Regions from separate parts of the Sus scrofa genome. Here region 2 is linked to region 1. Evidence: chromatin contacts called from public HiChIP or PLAC-seq data. All regions are on one chromosome and are shown on one strand. Each heading gives the region's core, a stretch centred on a gene start, on an enhancer-like site or on the middle of the called end of the contact. The rest is flanking DNA. Distances are from core to core; before and after follow the strand shown. Region 1 holds the start of CLYBL (citrate lyase subunit beta-like protein, mitochondrial). Region 2 holds the start of TMTC4 (transmembrane and tetratricopeptide repeat containing 4).

Region 1 (6,623 bases), core at 1,408-3,907:
CAGACATGCGCACACTAGGTAGAAAGTTACTAAAGCTTTATTTAAATGTCTACCAACATTAGAAAACAGACGATAAAACCCGTTAAGTTAGACATCTCACGAAGAAGCTCAGTAAAGCCACAGTAGCCCTGGTGAAAATGGGCACAGCCTCAATGTCTTCAAGCAGAATCTGAAAGAAAATGAATCAGTTAGGAAGTCAATCACTGCAGGCTGTATTTTACCTAAAAAGCCATAAAGTCCAGGGCATTTTTAATAAGGATAACTATTTGGCAGTTCTCAGAATTATAATTAGGCTAGAGGTTATTTTCATCTTTATTAAATACCTCCAGGTTACAGGCCATTGGGCCAGGTGTCAGGGACACATGGCAATGACAAGGTATATCAGGTCCCTGTTCTCAAAGAGCTCATATTCTATTCCTGTAGATGGAGTTTCTAAACCAGAGTACTAGCAGCCTTTCTACGAGTGGGACTGCCTGAGCAACCCTAGCCTTGCCTAGAAATGGCCTCCAAAGGCCACCTGATTAGGGCAGTAATTCCCTCCCACCTTGAGACCAGAGAAAAGGCACAAATAAGAGAGTAAATTCAGTGATGAGATCCTGTGTATAGCACAGGGAACTAGCTCCAGTCACTTGTGATGGAACATGATGGAGAATAATGTGAGAAAAGGAATATATATGAGACTGGGTCACTTTGCTGTACAGGAGAAATTGACACAACACTATAAACCAACTATAATGGAAAAAATAAAAATCTTTTTTTTGCTTTTTAGGGCCTCACCCATGGCACATGGAGGTTCCCAGGTTAGGGGTCGAATTGGAGCTGTAGCCACTGGCCTATGCCACAGCCACAGCAATGCAGGATCCGAGCCACATCTGTGACCTACACCATAGCTCACAGCAACACCACATCCTTAACCCAGTGATCGAGGCCAGGGATAGAACCTGCAACCTCATGGTTCCTAGTCGGATTCATTTCTGCGGCACCACAACAGGAACTCCAAAGATAAAAATCGTAAAAAAAAAAAAAAAAGTAAATTCACAAATCAATAGATAAACATGGTGATGGGGGCTGTGATGGAAATGATCAGATGGCTGTGCCAGTGAACTAGACTGGGGGATGCTATGCATTGTCCGTGCGGGCCCTTTGAGCAGGTGGCAGTAGGGTCAATGTCCAGGATGCTGAGACGGGTGTAGACATATGCATTGTGGGTATAGGAAACAGCATGTGTGAAGGCCCTTAAGTGGGAGAGGGCTTATCAAACTCAAGAAATAACTGCACAGAGAGAAGATGGATGGCCTGTTGCAGAGACGGGCAGGGGCCAGATAGAGTAAGGACTTCAGATGAAAAATTGGGGTTTTACTCTAACTGCTTCTGTCCAAAGTTCATAATAACAGAAGTAAAATCAATGAATCACCAAAGTAGTAATTAGCAAAATCTTATTGTGCACATACCAAAAAGACATTTTGCAAACTGGGAGCTCAAACTGAAACATGGAACAAGGCTCAGGGATATATTGTTATAAGCAGTTTATTTAGTGAGAAGGAAGTGATTGTTTATTCTTCACAGTGATTGGTTATATTAGAATTTTCTTAAATGATAGGGAACTAGTCAGTGGTTACCTCATTTCAACCTTGGGAAATAGTTCAAGGTTTGGGTATGATTTCCAGAGGCATAAGCAAGAAATGACCTAGGTTGAGCTGTCTTGCGAAATAAGCTAAATCAGACGTTGCTTGTATGATGACATTGTTTGTCTGCTCACAGAATTTTCAGGGTTGGTCTCCATTTGTTTTTTATTTTAACGCTTTTCACTGGAAGTCGCCAGAGTTTTAAGAAAGGAATTGGTGTGATGATGATAATACTAATAAGTAATTAACATTGCTGAGCACAAGCTCTGGGCTAGGTGAAGTTTTAAGCTCTTTATATATATTGACTCAATTTAGCCTAATAGCAACCCTGTGAGGTGAGTACTGTTTCCATTACCGTCTTATAGGAGGAAACTGAAGCATGGAGAGCTTAAGAAATTTGCTCTAAGTCGCACATCTGGAAAGCTCCGTTTTAATATCTTATCATTCTCCTAACTGTGAAGACGGAGGGGTTGTATTTGCTGACAGACTGGCAGGAAGGACCTGGGCTGAAGAGTTGTGTTTGCTGCCCACGTCCTCAACAAGCACTTCTCTAGCCCAGAAAGCTGCCGGCAACGGCTATTCTGATCCTATTACAGGCATGTCCGTCCCTGGACGGATTAAATGTTAACCGAGGCACGCACATGGTGAGGCTCACAAAGTTTGTTAGGTAGTCTTTTAACAAAAACAACAGAAAAATCTCTAGAAAAATTGGCCAGGTCTGGCTGGGAAAATGCAAGGTCTCTCGAAAGCCGTCCTAAAAAAAACCCAGAAGAATGGGAAGGGTTGGATTCAGTCACCAAAAAAAAAAAAAAAAAAAATGCTCGAGAAGAAGCCATCCACTTGGACTCCACTCTGCCCCGCGTTACATTCCTGGAAGGTCTGAGCGCTCGAGTTGGCAGGTGCGCAGAGCGGGAGGGCGTGGCTTGCGGGGGGCGGGGCAGGCAGCTTGGGAAACGAGGTCGAAGCGGGCCGTGCGCGGGGCGGGGCGAAGTAGGGGTATCCTGGGGCGTGGCGACGTGGGGGCGTGGCCCCGAGGGCGGGGCGAAGTGGAGACGGACTTGGCGGGGGCGGGGCGCGCGTTGAGAAGATGGCGCTGCGTCTGCTGAGGAGGGCGGCGCGTGGAGCGGCGGCCGCGGCGGCGCTGCCAAGGCTGTGAGTGCAGGTCCCTAGTCCCCTCGCCACCCGGCCGAGCTCGCCCAGGGTCGGTGCCCGGCTCAGCGTTTCGGGCTGAGCGCGGCCTTCCGCGTCCCTGGAGGGAACTCCCGCGGGCCACGAGCACCGTGCGCCTCCCGCGCGCGGGCTCGACCTCAGCCAGGGTCGCCGACGGCCCGCGAGGGTCTCTCCCACGGACTGTGCCTCCCTGGGGGCCGGCCTTTGCTTGGGCCCGGAAAATGGGTGCAAACATTGGATTTCTCAGACCCAGAAAAAAAGCTAGTCTCCCCACAAATGGAAACCATGAACGTGTGGGTGTTTTATTAAAGGGAGCCTGAAATTATCAGGCTGGCCTGATGATGCCATCTTCCCCCTAGTTGTCAGCACCGCGGTTCCCAAACTGTGTGCTCTCAGGACCCCTTTATACACTGAGAAGTTACGAGGACCCCTGAAGAGTTTTTGCTTATATTTGTTCATTTTTACAGCATGGGGAATGAAAGACAAAATTTTAAACTACTCATTTAAAAATAGCAAACCCATTTGTATTTAACACAAATGGCATCTTTAATGACAAATATATTTTCCGAAAAATGAGAAGAGTGGCATGGTTGTATATTTTTGAATATCTCTTCAGTGTAATAAAGGACAATTGGAATCTCATATCAGCTGTTTTGGAAGAAGTTTACTAAAAAATTCCAGGCTCCTGCACACATTAGTTAGAAAAGGGAAGACTTTGCAGACCCTCTAAAAGGGTCTCTGGGACCCTCAGGTGTCCTCAGATCACACTTTGAGAACCGCTGGTCGAGACTAGCTTGTTTGCCCGTGTCATGCACACACATGATTCTATTCCCTGACTACCATGTGAAGGAGCTGGGTGACCCGTCTCTAAAGATGAAGAAACCGACTCTCAGAGAAGGTACATGACTCTCAAAACAGGAGAGTTCAGAAACCAAATCCTTTGCTTCTGGTGTGGAACATCTGCTTGCTCTGTGTTTCCTGAATCGATGGTGTCCCTGCCAGGGCCTGCTCAGTCTTACGCTTCCCATTTTCCCATTTCCTAGACCTGGGCCTGGTAATGGGATCACCCCTGGGCCAGAGGAGCTCCCGAAGGGGTATACCCAGACCCTTGCAGAAGGTCCCTTTTCTGGACTGTGAAGGGGCCCGCTTTTGTGGTGTGTTCAACAGTGGGTCCAGTGGCCACACCCAGTCACCTACTTTTGAGGCTCCTGGGGCTCAGCCCACGATGCTCTTCACCTCCCTAGGCACACTGGTTAATTTTCAGTATACCCATACACCGCACCCAGCCCCTGGCAGCAGGCTTTCATGCAGGCCTGCATCCAGGTCAAGTCCTGTGGGTCCTGGCGCCTTCAGAACGCATGGGGCTGGGAAAAGTAAATAAGCTGAAGGCCAACCTAAAAGGCCCGCCTAGGGATGCCTTAATTTCTACCCCAGTTGGTTTGCATTTCAACTCCAGGCCATCGGACCTGCTTCTGGAGGCTTTTTTCTTCTGTTTTTGGTCTCAGCACCATTGCCCGTAGGCTGGTGTTGACCCTTCTTCCCAACCCTCCAACAGTTGCCCCTTTACAGTGCTGTCCCTGATGCTTCCCTGCCCATCCTGTCTCCAGCCGTGCATCTCTCTGTGGCCACGGCTTGATTTATGTAGATACTCTGCCCTCAACTTGGGGGAATGTAACTCCCCATGAGTATTTGTGCTATTGCCAGGGATGGCTTTTAAATTCCCTCAGCTGGCGGAACAAACAAGTATGTGTGAATAGTAACCCGTGCATATACACACATCTGTAAATGTTTCTCATGTAAGCATCTGTATCTGTATTAAACTAAACATGAGTTCATACTGTCTCTAATTCCAACCCACTGCCACATGGATCATTCCAGCCTCCTCCCCTTGATTGTAAATTGTCACTCCAGCCTTGAGAAACCTGGCTCCCACCATATGCCTTCCAGTTACTCAGTGATTCCGTTTCAGCGTACACGTGTGGCAGTACCTGTATTGTTAGACCATACATACTCCATGGGAGAAGACTTTACCATCGAGGGTCCAGTCAGTAATCAGGTGCAGTTCCTTTCCCTTTAGTCTTATAGGGTCTGGTCACCTTTTTCTCCCATCCCCTGCAGTGAGGTTGATTCATACATTTGTAATACCCTAAACCTCTCTTGTCACAGTTTGCATTCTTTCCTGGGATCCCTCTATCTCCCAAATGATTTTTTAAATTACATATATCAAGGTTCACTATAAAGTTTGAGGCTTTTGAGAAGTACGTAATATCATGTGTCTACTGTAACAGTATCATACCTCCCTAAAAATCCCCCTGTGCTTTATCTATTTATCCATTCTCTTCTCCTTCTAAACTCTCATTTTACTGTCTCTATCATTCTGCCTTTTCCAGAATGGCATGTAATTGGGGTCATCCAGTGTCTTTTTAGGCTGAGCTCCTTAGCAGTGTGCATTAGGTTTCCTCCGTGTCTTTTCATGGTTTGTTAACTCATTTCGTTTTAGTGCTGAGTAATATTTCATTGTATAGATGTACCACAGTTTATTTATCCATTAACCTATTGAGGGGTATTTTGGTTGTTCTAGTTTTGATTATGAATAAAGCTGCTATAAACATATGTGTAGGTTTTGTATGGACATACGTTTTCAAATCAGTTGGGTAAGTACCTACGAGTATGAATGAGCGGGAAGACAATATTTTGCTTTATAACAAACTGTCTTCCAAAGTGGCTGTACCATTTTGCATTTCCACCATCAGTGCTTGAGAGTTTCTGTTGCTTTGTGTCCTTGCCAGCATTTAGTATCTTTAGTTAAAAATTTTAAAGCTCTCGTAATAGATGTGTAGTGTATAGTGGTATATGTTGTATCTTAAGGTGTAAATTTGTTTTAACTTGAAATTACCTGAAGTCAGAGGATGGGGAGCACCTTGTCATGTTTTGTTTGTTTGTTTGTTTGTTTTTGCCATCTGGGTATCTTCTTTGGTGAGGTGCCTATTCAGATCTTCTGCCTCTTTCTTATTTGGGTTGTTTCTTTATTGTTCAATTTTAAATATTATTTGCATATTTTAGATATAAGCCCTTTATCAGATATATGTCTCGCAGATATTTTCTTCCCGCCTGGGACTTGTCTTTTCATTTTCTTAACAGCATTTTTCACACAGCAGAAGTTTTTGATTAAAGCCTTCTGAAATTTTTGATAAGCCTTCTGAAGACAAGCTTATCAATTTTTTTTCTTTCATAGATCATGCTTTTGGTTAAATATTTAAAAACTTATTGCCAAATCCTAGGTCACATAGATTTTCTCCTGTATTTTCTTTTAGAAATTTTGTAGTATTGTGTTTTATACTTTGGTCTAGGATCCTTCGTGAGTTAATTTTTATGACGAGTGTAAGGTCTGTCTAATTGATTTTTTTTTTTTTTTTTTTTGCATATTGATCTAGTTTTTCTAGCCCAATTATTGGGGGGGAAAAAAACCTGCCCTTTTTCCATTAAATTGCTTTTATTCCTTGGTCAAAGATCAGTTGACTATATTGCTGCTGAAAAGCAGCCTCTGCTCCCCAGTCCCAATTGAAACACTGAGAGAGTTTTGGGTGAAGTAGAAAAGGGTGATTTATTGCTTTGCCAGGCAAAGGAGGGCACAGCAGGCCTGTGCCTTAAAAACTGTGTCCTCCCTTGGGGAAAAACCGAGGGACGTTTTATAGTCTTATGGGAGAAAAAGAAGGCTATATAAGAATCAGGGTTGGGACAGGCACACATTCTTTTTTCTCTTGGAGAATTCTGGTCATCAGAGCTGGCGTTGGGAGATTTTGGTGTAGTCCGGTGGTCTTCTAGGAT
Region 2 (6,910 bases), core at 974-3,473, 930 kb after region 1:
TATTATTTTGGCAAGATTAGTTCCCGGTGCCCAGCCCCCGACCTCCTGTCTTGGGATCACCTGATGCGGCTGTTTATTCTTGAAGATGGGCTCACCAACCAAGGCCAGCTGGTGACCTGATGCAACTGAGAAAAGGGTACCCTCCTTTGGGGCTGACCCAGAGCACTGCTTCCCTGGCCAGGCATCCGTCTGTCCTGCATAAACTGCACAGCCATACAAACCGATCCTGTTTCCAATTCCTCTTTCTCCAACGGTACACGACCTTTGTGCCTGCAGTGATTCCAGCCAGGCTTGGTACTAAGGTACAAGAAGCCCTGCTAGCATGAGGTGGTATGACGGAAGAGACGGGTCCCCTTTTTGGCACCCAGACCATGAGCGGAGAAGGCCCACGTTCCGTTCCGTTTCTCTCTCGATGGCCATGGGGTGGGGGTGGGGGGTGGAGCATCACCATGGCCCTCTCCTCCAGGGAATGTCTTGCCTAAAGGACAAAGTTGGCATTGTCCCACTCCTGTGCAGGTTTCGCACTATACTGAGAATCAACTGGTACCTACAAGGAGTTGGATTTGGAAGAAGCAGAAGTCTATTCTCAATTTCTCAAACTTTTCTCAAGCCTCTATTTTCAGATGGTTACCACAAATTCGTCAATCACCAATGAAAAGGTCAAAAAGGCCTCCAGCAGGGACCCCATGTCACCTTCCGAAAGCAAATAAACATCAGTCACTGAGCTGTGAACCCTGGGGACCTGGTGACAGCTGACACAGCAGCCTAGACTGCAGGAAAGGGGATGACAGATCAAACCTAAATGATCCCTGGAAAACTGAGCAGCCACCACCTCCTACAGAATATTCTTCCACTTGCACCAAAGGGCCTTCTGGGCTCAGGCTGTCCTTTCGACCTCACCAGCAACCATTCACGCACCAGCTGCCCTCTGCCAGGCTGAAATGAGACAGTGCCTCTGGAAACCAGAATAAAGAACACGTGGTTTCTGCCCCAGCATCTGGAGACCTGAGCTGCCTGCTCCTCTCCTGGGGCCCTCAAGGCACAGGGACTGTCATTTCCACCACCCTCCGCGGAACCGAATGCCACTCCAAGTGTCGTCCTCTCGGGACCACCTTCCTGGTTTCTTAATTCAGTAACACAGGACGGCCAGGCGTGCCTATAGCAGCAATGACTGCGGAGGTTCGACATTCAAGGTCCCCACTGTCCCAGAAAGTTTCCAGCTTGCTAGCTTGTAGCCATTTTTCCCTCTAAGTCAGCCGGTGTCACGGTCGGGACCTCGAGGAGAGGGGACCGGGAGGGGATCCAGTCCGTCCTTACTGTTAATTATTTCTCAAGAAATCCTCCCCACCCATCTGCTCTCCGAGAGAAAGAGCAGTGTGGGATGATTCAGAGCTCTGGCGAGAGCTCTGCTCTAACTCCTCCCTTCTTTTGTGTGTGGTTAAAAAAAGAAGAAAATACACACAGCCTACAGCCACAACATCAACAAGACCAGAAGCCCCGCGGAGTCCGCGGGAGGTGAAGTGGCGGCTGCACCACCTGCTCCGCTTCCCCAAACTCCAAGCCCGCGCAGGGAAGTGGCAGCCCGGTAGCCCCAAGGGCCCCGACCCAGGGCACGCCGCTCTCCTGCCGCTCCGCCCGGCAGCCAGCGCGGAGTGGCTGGCACTACAGCGCTGCAGGGGAGCCGCCTTTAACCCTGGGCAGGCGGCCAAGCCGCCCGGCTGCGCCCTGCCGTTGTCCGCGCTGCGGCCAGCTGGCGGCCAGGCGCGGGGTGGCGCGGGGCCCCGCGGCCAGGTGGCCGCTCCGGGGACGCGCCAGAGGCGCTCGTGAGACTGGGGTCGAAGGAGCGTCCGCGCCGGTGGAGTGGGCAGGGGGCGCGGGCTGGCGCAGGGGCGCGGGCTGGCGGAGTGTGCACCCTTCACGCCACGCTCTTTGTCCCGCGTGCCGCTTACACCCGGGAGCCAGGCGAGAGGGCCCGCAACCCCCCTGACTCTAGCCCCGGCCGCAGCTCAGGTCTTGGAGCCAACTCCTCCAGCAGCGCCGACACCGCGCCCGCGTCGGCCCATGGGGCTCGGGACGCGGCGGCAGTGGGAACCCCGCGTCCGCTCCGCACCCAACTCCGCTGGCCCCGCGGCGCTCTCCGCCGCTCGGCCCTGCAGGGGCCGCCCCGCGCGTTACCTGCAAGGAGCCAGAGCGGCGGCCGCATCTCCCTCCCGGGCGCGCAAAGTCCCCCAGCTCTCGGCGCCCGCCCGGAGCTGGCCAGGGGGAGGGGCCGCCCGCGCCGCGCCCCCGCCCCCTGCCGCGCCCCCCTCGCCCGCGCCGTGCGCCGCCCGCACCGCCCGCAGCTCCCCACGCGCGCGGACGCGCTCTCTCACACTCCCGCCTCGGCCCGCCCCCTCCTCGCGGCTATTGGTTGCTTCTACCGTCACTTTCACGCCGCCGCCGGCCCCTCTTCAGCTCATTGGTGGGCGCGCCAGTGACGTCAGGCCAGAGGGCGCTAGTCGCGGAGAAGGAGCCGCAGGGACAGACGGACTCCGCTGGAGAGGAGGAAATGTTCTGCGCGCGGAGCCCGGGCGGGGCCGGGGCGGGAAGGGGCGGCCCTAGCCTGGCCCCGGAAGGCGGGCTGCGGGAGCTGGTCGCAGAGGGGCTGTCGCGGGCACGTCTCCCTCCCTCCTGCCGTCCGCCTCGCAGAAGCTTGTTCCTGGCCTGTCTCGCGCTCCTCGCGCTTTCGGTGGCGCTCGGCGGAGGTACTGCAGCGTCTCCGCAGGAAAAGGCGCTGGATCGGAACGACCAGAACTCTATAGACTTCTTCCTGTCTGGGAGGAGTTGTTCCAAAAGTGTGTCTCCACTCTCCGCCTCTCAGGAAGGAACCGAAACTGCGTTCGTCCCTCCGAGGCCCTGCTGCCCCAGCGTTTGTTTTTAGCAGCTTCTGTTCCACGGCCCTGATCTGCATTCTCACGCTGAACCCACGAACCCTGCTGTAGCCCTCCGCGTGGCCAGATCCGCCTCCCATCGTCCATTCACCGTCACTTTGTCCTAAACTTACACTCCCAATCCCATTGCCACTCCACCCGTCTCATAACCATCATTCTCAGTAGTTTCCTCTGTCTTCCTGTTTCAAGAAAAAGAAACTTTTTCCACTTTCCGCCAGCAAACCTACAAAGCCACTCCTAAAGGCACGGATTCCGGACAACCCCCCTCCCCCCTTCCCGCCTCCAAAGTTTAACATCTCCCTCTGGACTGGATCGGAATCATCAGCGTTTTATCAGCCCCAAGCCTTCGAGTCCTCCACCTACCCTTCCACCCCGCCTCGCTCGGGCTTCTCCATAGCCGAAGTTGTTGAAAGGTTGCTCACTTTTCTAGTCTCCCAACTCGCATTCATTTCTTGGTTTCCGCATTACACTGAAACTGCCTTGGCTCTAGTCTCCGATAACACCTGCAAGCGCTAAATGCAAAGAACATTTTCCTTCATTTTACTTGATCTCTTAGCAAAGTTCATTCTTCCTCCTTAAAACACTTTTGGAGGAGTTCCCGTCGTGGCGCAGTGGTTAACGAATCCGACTAGGAACCACGAGATACCACAAGGTTGCCAGTGGGTCCCTGGCCTTGCTCAGTGGGTTAAGGATCCGGCGTTGCCGTGAGCTGTGGTTTAGGTTGCAGACGCGGCTCGGATCCCACGTTGCTGTGGCTCTGGCATAGGCTGGTGGCTACAGCCCCGATTAGACCCCTAGCCTGGGAAACTCCATATGCCGCGGGAGTGGCCCAAGAAATGGCCAAAAAAAAAAAAAAAAAGACAAAAAGACAAAAAACACTTTTGGTGATAGAGGCACTCGGCTCCTTGTTGTTTCTCAGTCTCCTTGGCCTGCTTACCTGCTTCTTGAAAACCGCCAAATGACATATTTTAAAAGCCCTTTCAAGCCCCAATTTTTCCCTGCATGATTTTTTTTTTCTTTTTTGGCCATTCCTCTGCCATATGTAAGTCCCCAGGGTCAGGGATCAGATCCCAGCTGCAGTGGCAAACTATGCTGCAGCTTCAGCAATGCCGGATTCTTTAACCCACTGTGCCAATTGGGGATGGGACATGCATCTTCCTCTTGCTGCAGAGATGCTGATCGAGTTGCACCACAGCGGGAACTCCCCCTGCATGGTTTAACACACTGCCAACATTTTGCTGAATATCTTCCAAATCTACTATTCTGATCTTCTCTGAGCTCCAAGCCCATGTATCTAGCTTCCTATTAAGCTTCTCCACTTGGTTGTTACAGGAACCTCAAATGGAACACATCCGAAATGGAACGCATGCTCTCACTCCTTGTTGCTTTCTGCCTCTCCCTGTTATGTTGATGGGTCCAGTAGTTTCCCAGTTCTGCCTTCACCCTTGGCATGGAACAAGTCACTAAGATTCTCTGGCTAAATGTCTATCAAATCTGAACACCTCTTTCCATTCCCACTGCTATATTCAATGTTGTGCTATGAGTGTCACATTGGTAGATTGTAGTCCACCACTGTGGGAGTATTTACACCATGGAAATTGGCAAACATGAATCAGAACTTGATTTGTTGTTTTGCTGATTGTCCTCTTTGCTAAACTTAAGAAAGTGATGGAGGAAATAATAATGCTAATTAAAGTTAAGAAGGGTTGTGTTTGGTGCTGACATGAAAAGATTTGAGTTTAATGGGTTTAATTTATACAAGGGTGAAAAAGAGTTGAACAGATCCTATTCAGATTTAATGACAATAAATGTATTGGGAAAAGAGCCGATCAGAGGATATTCCATTTGTGAAATCATGGTTAAATTACAAGCATTGGTTGGATACAGAAAGATAGAAGCCTTTAGCAAAAATCAACAAAAGCATTCCAGGAGAATTCATCAACTACGTGGAATTTGCAGGAAAGAGTATTTGCATATTTTATCATTACTTGGAAACTGTGTGACGATCCTTTATGTCATTTATAATCTTTATGAACATTTGTAACATGACACACACATATAGGCATATACATGTGTGTTTTCCCTAGAAAAACAGTTGTTAAACATTTACTAACAAGCTCTTGATTACTATAGTTAGCGTTGCAAGGGCATGGGGAAAATGAAAGGTTCTCCTTCATTTTGCTACTGTCCTTCAATTCTCTGTAGACGGCGCACTCCTTACTGCTTCCCCCAGGATAGTTCACTCTCCCTGTGGCCACTCTTGGCACATCACTGTTCCCGTTGCTCTTAGATTGAAGGCCCCAATGCTGTTGCATGACCCCGACCCCTTGTCTCCTGTTTCTAAATCATCTCATGCCCCTGTCACCTTTATTTCCTAAGCGCAGCCACATTGTCCTTGTATCATCCTAAGGTGTGCCATGCTCCTTTCCATTTGGGGCTGTTCACATCCCCTGAAGCCCTCCATCCTGCTCACCTCCATGACACCCAGCCAACTCTAATTCCTCCCTGGGGTCTCTGCTCAAATGGCAGGTCTCCGAAAAGGCTTCCCTGGATTCTGTCTCCAAATGCCCATGGATCCCTCTGGATATACCCGTGTAGTTCTTAAAACAATAGTAACTAACTAATCGTGTGATCGTTATAGCCAGTCTATCCTCATCATTAAAGTTTCACCGAGGCAAAGACCACTTCTGTCTTAACAACTGTACCCTCTGCAGGTGCTGTGCCCACCACAGAGCAAATGGTCCACAGCATCTCAGACAGAAGTGCATTTCTGAAAATCATCCTGCCTGTTGTTGGCAATGCCGAAGTTAGGACTGGAATCTCCTAACTTAACTCAGGTGTGCTCGGCTCCGTAAACTGCTGAGCTAGCCCTGATTAAAATGGCATCATGCTCTGTGCTAAGCACAGGGCAGGCTCTGTGGGAATACAAAGGTAAATGTGGTGCTGATGCTGCCTTTCATGAGCTTATGGTTTAGTAAGAAGTGTGAGTAGCAAAGAGTATCTTCCTGCTGCTGGACCATATTCTCATCCCACCCTTTAGCCCCAGCCCCTTGGACAGGAGCTCTGGGGTCACCGTCGTTCACGAAAAGCACTTATGTGTGCCAGGCATTTTGCGAGACCCTTTGCATATGTCATCTAAAAAATTCCCACAAAATCTCTACTGAGTGAATATCCTTATCCCCATCCTAGAGCTGAGGAAACAGAAGTACAGGGGTCCAGGGTCAAAGTAGCCAGTGTTTCTTAGTGGAACCAAGGCAGAGATACTGGAGACTCAGAGAACTCCTGAAACCCCCAACAAGGTGGATATTTGGGTCTGAAAAGAACAGCAATGTGGAAAACGGTAAACATCATATTTCCCCCCCATGCCTCTGAGCTCCGAGAGACAGCAGCGAGTGATGGCTCGAAGCAAGATCTTATTTCTCTGCTCAGGAATTGAACCTTTGTAGCCTGGGTGAAAATCAGGAATCCTAGCCACTACACTAGCTAGAGGCTAACAGCAGAATTGCCCCTGGAATTCCCGTTGTGGCTCAATGATAAAAAACCCAACTAGTATCCATGAGCACATGGGTTCGATCCCTAGCCTCGCTCGGTGGGTCAAGGATCCAGCATTGCTGTGAGCTGTGGCATAGATCGAAGATGAGGATCTGGCATTGCTGTGGCTGTGGTGTAGGCTGGCAGCTGCAGGTCCGATTTGACCCCCATATACTGGGGGTGTGGCCCTTAAAAAAAAATTGCCCTGATTCTTGCCCCCTGTGGAAAGCAAGAATGTTTCAAGGCGGAAAAGACTGTAAAAACAGATGCAAAGTTTATTGTTAGAAACACAGAACAGGGAGTGGGAGAGCACACAGAGTTTATTTCGGTCAAAAGCAAAGCAGCAATACACACCCAAAAGAGTGCAGGTGCGTGTGTCCCCTGAGTGAGGAACACACCAGAGCGGTGATTTAAATCTCTTATGTAGGACAGTTCCTCTGGGCCTGTTT

Evidence for each region. HiChIP or PLAC-seq counts read pairs in DNA pulled down with a chosen protein or histone mark.
Region 2: an H3K27ac HiChIP or PLAC-seq map of alveolar macrophages shows a contact between it and region 1. The contact joins the promoter of TMTC4 here to the promoter of CLYBL in region 1. A contact is called at or near these places in 2 of 2 datasets of contacts at active chromatin or transcription factors (alveolar macrophages and skeletal muscle).

Annotation. Positions count from the first base shown.
Region 1 is chr11:68,505,171-68,511,793 of Sscrofa11.1, forward strand. It overlaps CLYBL (citrate lyase subunit beta-like protein, mitochondrial), which reads left to right and starts at 2,658. Exons shown (of 9, transcript XM_021065861.1): 1 at 2,658-2,777. The coding sequence starts at 2,713.
Region 2 is chr11:69,440,225-69,447,134 of Sscrofa11.1, forward strand. TMTC4 (transmembrane and tetratricopeptide repeat containing 4) reads right to left here and starts at 2,224. Exons shown (of 18, transcript NM_001252205.1): 1 at 2,176-2,224.